Linked DNA regions of Sus scrofa: region 1 is linked to region 2. Evidence: chromatin contacts called from public Hi-C data. All regions are on one chromosome and are shown on one strand. The core of a region is the stretch at or near the end of the contact, and the rest is flanking DNA. Distances in the headings are between cores, read along the strand shown.

Evidence for each region. A called contact is a pair of places that touch in the nucleus more often than the background predicts.
Region 1: a Hi-C map of skeletal muscle shows a contact between it and region 2, with 3 times the contacts expected there. The contact joins the promoter of SOCS5 here to the enhancer-like site in region 2. A contact is called at or near these places in 5 of 47 Hi-C or Micro-C datasets (fetal heart ventricle, heart right ventricle, liver and 1 more) and 1 of 2 datasets of contacts at active chromatin or transcription factors (skeletal muscle).

What each region holds. Positions count from the first base shown.
Region 1 is chr3:93,852,797-93,855,496 of Sscrofa11.1, forward strand. It overlaps SOCS5 (suppressor of cytokine signaling 5), which reads right to left and starts at 1,280. Exons shown (of 2, transcript NM_001162890.1): 1 at 1,117-1,280.
Region 2 is chr3:93,726,918-93,729,617 of Sscrofa11.1, forward strand. No RefSeq gene overlaps it. Among named protein-coding and RNA genes, the nearest start is that of MCFD2, 110 kb to the left of the region's middle. Within about 2 kb of position 1,349, at least 16 of the 83 cell types and tissues checked have an H3K27ac peak or open chromatin away from gene starts, as enhancers often do. A contact at or near this core is called in skeletal muscle, where this site is marked.

The DNA.
Region 1 (2,700 bases), core at 30-2,529, 130 kb after region 2:
AATTTTGCATGACCTTGTAAAGAAACAATGAAAAGCAAGGAGAGAAAGCATTCGAATTACCTATTAATCTTGCAGAATAAAAGTCAGTAGCAAAGTGTAATAGTACAGTCCAGCCAAAATGCTACGTTGGGAGGAAGTAAGCCATTGCAATGGATGGAGAAACCTGAAGAAAGGATCTTCTCAGATGGAGAAGCTGCTACAAGAATTTCAAGGAGCAGTTTGAGAAATTCCAGCAAAACTAATAACTGGTAAAACACCACCGAACACATACATATATTTTAAAATAAAAGATAACGTCCAAGGTCCACCTTTTTGTTGGAATACCAAAAGAAAATGTGATCTCGACTCCAATCCCCCTGCCTTTCAAAGTTCAGAACCAAGCCAAGATGTGTACTTAAAACTGTTTCTGAGCATCCTTCTTTAAAAGCAACTCCCTCTCCAGCAAGTCACTTCCCTCTGGCTACTTGAACGTCCAAATCCCAGCACCAAAGAATCTTAGGGCCCCAAGGAGTTGCAGAGGGGTCTTTCAGTGCCCGCCTGAGCATCCCTTCCCACCTCCCGTTAAACTCCGGAGGTGCTCCAGTCACTTTCCCCATCCAAGCTCCCCAGTTCTCTGGCTCACCTCCCGGTGGACCTCTCTTCTCGTCGACCTTGAGGACCCCGGGATCGGAGCTTTAGAGCCCCAAATGACTTGGCCGGTAACCCCTAGCCTGCGGCGCGCGCAAATGCCCCAGTCTCCGGTGACCTCCCCTCGATTCACCGCGACCCGTATCACGAACGCCCTCCGACTAGCTCGGAGCAACCCCCTTTCCCTTAAGCGACCTATGTTCCTCCAACCAGAAAAACAATTCCACGAAATGCATCGAGAACCTACTAAGTGCAAGCTCCCACTATGCGCCGCAGGGTCTGCACCGGGCTCCCGGCCCGGGTTTGCGGTCCCCCGCCCGTCGTCCTCTTGCCTGCCAGAGGGCCGGCGCTGCCTCCACCCGGGGTGGAGGCGCCGGCCGGAGGCGGACTGCGCCGGGCGCGGGCACCGGGGCCGGAGAGGCGGCCGCTAACGGAGGCGCGAGGGTCCGGGAAGCGCACACCGGCCGGGCTGGCCACGGAGACACTTACCGGTCGGGGCGCGCAGAGCGGCCTCATCCAGGGGCACCTGCGGCCAGGCAGGACGGGCCCGGACGGCGCAGTCACCGAGAGGGCGAGTCTGCCCGCCTGCCGTCCCGTCCCGCTCCCTCCGACTGCCCGTGCGAGCGCAGTCTTGCTTCCTCCGGACGGAGTCCGGGGACCCCAGCTCCGCCGGATGCCCCCGCCAGGCCCCCACCCCTTTCCCCGGCCGCCTCCCCCTCTTCACCCTTTTCCCCTCCCCCCTCCCCGCGCCCCCACCAGAATGGAAAATACCTCCCCGGGCGGGGGGCGGCGGGGGCACGCCTCTCTGAAGGGCAGCCTACCGTGACCAATAGCAGGCGGGGCTCTGGAGGGGCGGGATTCTTAGTGGCCAATCCGAAGGCGTGTAGGTGAAGGCCGAAGTAGGGAGGCAGGGAGCGAGAGGGGGGCGGCCCGGGAGTCAGGGAGGTCCGGCCGCTCGGGTGCGCGCTGTGCGCGGCTGCCATTTTGGAGTCGGGCAGCTGCGACGGCGGCCGGTCCGGCCCGGGGAAAGAGAGGAGCCAGTCAGGTGGGAGAGAGGCTGTCACGTGGGTTTGAGGGGCGGTCTGCGGCCTGAGGGGAGGGGTCAGCGGCGGCGAGTCACGGGGGCTGAAGAGGGTCACGTGGTCAGAGAACGGCCATCAGTGGGCTTGGGGGCGGAAGGTCAGCCTTGAGGTGGAAGAAGGAGGAAAGCTTTGTCCCTGGTTTCTCTCTGTTAGGGAAAAGGAAAAGAAAAATGTTGCATGGAGGACGGGAGTGCCGGCTCGGAAAATGTGAATGAGCCTTCCCGTTAGTAAATGCAAAGATCCACGGGAACCTGGGCACTTAGTTTAATTCAAGCATTCCCATCCCCACGCCCGGCTGTCAAAAACGTGACTCATATAAGGATGGAGGGGGTTCGTCTCCCATTTTTTGCCTGTACTTTATATGGAAGGGCCCCCGCCCTAGAAATGGCTGAAAGGATAAAAGCGTAGTTGAGGCATTGTGACGCCTCCAGGACAGGCCATCTGGCCTTATAGAAACCTCTTCTTCATTCACAAACTTAACAGGCACTTCTGTGTTAAGACATTACCGTGATCGTATTCCGACGCCTCCAAATTAAAAAAAAAAACCAAAAAAAAAAAAACTTGACCATCTAGCTCTCATCTTTATTTCAATTCATGCTTCCAGGATAGGCTAAATTATATTCCTTACTAATCCACTGAAAATGCACCTCTTAAGGCAACCAGTGGCGTCATATAATCGAGTTCAAGAGTCACTTTTTGGTTCTTACATGATCTCTTTTGCAGTAGATTCTACGGACTACATCCTTATTGAATCTTTTTCCTCCCCAAGGCACTCCTCACTCCAGTTTCCCTGAAACCGTACATAAACCTTTAGATGATCTTTCTCTTCAATTAACCTTTCTAAATTTATTCTCTATTGGCTCTTGAAGAGAGTCCCAGGATCTGATCCTTAGTCCTCTTCTCAGAAGGTACATGGTCATTCTACTGCACACAGGGTGGTCTAGCCATTTTGATGGCTGAGTGTATGCAGATGAGGTCCCAATCTGCATAC
Region 2 (2,700 bases), core at 99-2,598:
AGAAAGATGTGGTTTTCTCTTATTGGCCTTGCTCATTACCTATATCTGTCCCTGTCCAGTAGGGGTCCTAGGAGTGGAAATGTCCCGTTGTCTCATAGTTTCTTTGCCCTTTTCTTCCCGCAAACTGAATCACAGGAGATCAGGGATTAATATCCATCTGGGGCATAGGTACACTCCCTACAGTAAACACGGCCTGTGGGGATGTTATTTCCAGGAGTCCTTAAGCCACAAATGTTCATCAATGGCCATATAAAGAATGCATCGAAGTTCATGCTCCTACACTGACTACCTGAGTTAATTTTCTGCTTCACGAGAATCCAGTGTTGCCATGAGATGTGGTGTAGGTCGCATACGTGGCTTGGATCCTGCGTTGCTATGGCTGTGGCATAGGCCGGCAGCTGTAGCTCCCCATTCGACCCCTAGCCTGGGAACCTCCATATGCGAGGGTGCGCCCTCAAAAGCCAAAAAAACTTTTTTTTTTTTTTTTTAAATGGAGGTGGTCGTGAAGGGTAGATGGGAAATGGCGGTGGAAGTTCTTTGCCAGCTCTGTGTGGCTTCTTTCCCACTCTTAGCTTTTTCCAGTCTTGCCCAGCCTCCAAAGCTCGGCCCAAGCCCACTGCCTCGTGCCTCCTTGACTCCCCCTGGCTGGACTGAGTCCTCAGCCCGGAGGGGTCATCATTGTGTGCTCTTGCAGCTCCAGAGCCATGTGAGTGCTGGCCATCCCTTGAATGACTCGTGTTAGAATCCGCCAGGCTGCCCTCTCAGCACTGGACCGGATACAAGCCCAAGCTGGCTCTACTCATCATCTCCCTGTCTTGGGACTTCCTATTTTCCAAGTGCTTTTATCTGGATGTCAGGTGTGAGAGATCTCTGAGCAACCCAGGGAGATGGTTGGGGAGAGATTTTAGGAATTCCCATTACATGGAGGAAGGGACCGATCACACTGAGAAAGCCCAAGAGACCTAGCCAAGGTCACAGGACTGGGCAGTCGATTGCCAAGTCACGATTCAAATCCAATGTTCTCAGCACTCCCCAGGCGGCCGCCTTTGCTCAGGGTCTGACCTAAACCAACACAAGACCAGAGGTGTGTGCGCACTTGGGGCTCACAGGCCCTCTTAAGTGGGCTTTGGCTTTTCTTTGCTTCTGTGGGCCCCCTCCCCATGGCTTCCCCAACCCCTCCCAGGAGCCATCCCTCTCAGAAGCCATCCCTGAACCCCACCAGAGACTCAGCCCAGGCCTGCGCTGGGGCAGACAGCCCCAACACAGGGCCACAGGGCCCGGCCCTACATGCTACCTGTGTCCGGATCTGGATCCCGATCTGGAGCGAGGCAGGCAGGGCTTTGCTCTTGGCAGGACAAACAGTCTTGGCCTCTGCCCAGAGGCCAGGAGAGGGTTTTAAATAGCCAGGGACAGGCGGATTGTGAGGCCCAGTTTAAATTAGTTGTCACTGCTTGATTGAATCAGATTTAATTGTTGGTTGGTGCTGAAATGACGAAGGAGATATGGCTTTAAATAGGAACCGTAAGTGGTTCAGCCTCATCTTGGGTGGGAACTGCAAGCACAGATCAGGTCTCTTCCTATTCAAAGCGGGGGCTGGGGGGCTGGGGGGGGTGGCAGGGGCAGTGGTAGAGAGGGTGGACTGAGCCTGGCCTGGACTGCGGGCACTCGGGAAGATGAGGGCTCACCGATGGATCACGTCCACCCGTCGGACTGTCCTCTTCCTCCCCACCCTTTGACGAGCTGACTTCTTCCCACCTGCTCCTTCGCGGCTGTGCCTGGACCCCTCCTTTTAGAGTCACCAGAGGAAGAGGGGGGCACAGCAGAGCGGAAACGTCCGCTGTACTTGGGAGCCTGAGGACCTGTGTTCGGATCTCACCTTGCCCCTGACTGGGGGGGACATCTGAGATCTCGGAGCCTCAGTTTCCACATCTGTACACCGAGATGAAGCTGGTCCTGTCTCCTCCTTCAAGAGCTCTGAAAGCTGTCACCAGGGCCATTCCTGCTGGTGAATCAGCAGCTCCCCTACCTGAGCCTGTGGTGTGTGCCCTCTAGAGCCCAAGGGCCCTTCCCCCACCACAGGTCACAGCCCACTTTGTCGTGCCTTCCTTGTTGTTGCTGGATGGTCCCGGTTCCCTGGGCCAGGGTGGGAGTCCCCCCTCCATCCCTCTCACCTGGGGCCTGCAGTTGCACCTTTCACCTCTAGCTTCCCCTACCTCCCTTCCAGAGCCAAGTGGAGCAGTCAGGACCCACATTCGGGCCTCACCCTGCCCCTCACTGGCTTGAGAAGGCCCACAGAACCAGGCTTCTGACACCAGTCCCCCACGCCCACCACTCCTGGGACAGGATCAGGGACCATGTGGGGTCATCTCCCCATCGCTAAAGAACAACTATGGGCAAGGGCAGAGATCTGCCTTTTCTCTCTTGGCCTGGAGTTAGAGTTAGGACTTTGGGGACCTATGGGAGAAAGTGACAGGGAGGCAGACTTTAACTCACCTGAAGAGCCTTTTAGCTGAGGCTTTCTCAGGGAACCCCGGAGGAGCTCAGCCAAAGCCCAGATGAGGCTTCCACTGAGAGGGGTGCAGATGGGCCGTCTCCGGGGCTGGGAGAGACTGGCCTGGTCTCAGGGTTGAAAGAACCACCTCCTGGTTCCACCTCTGCCCTACTCCCTGCATGACCTTGAGGCAGCTGCTTCATCTCCCT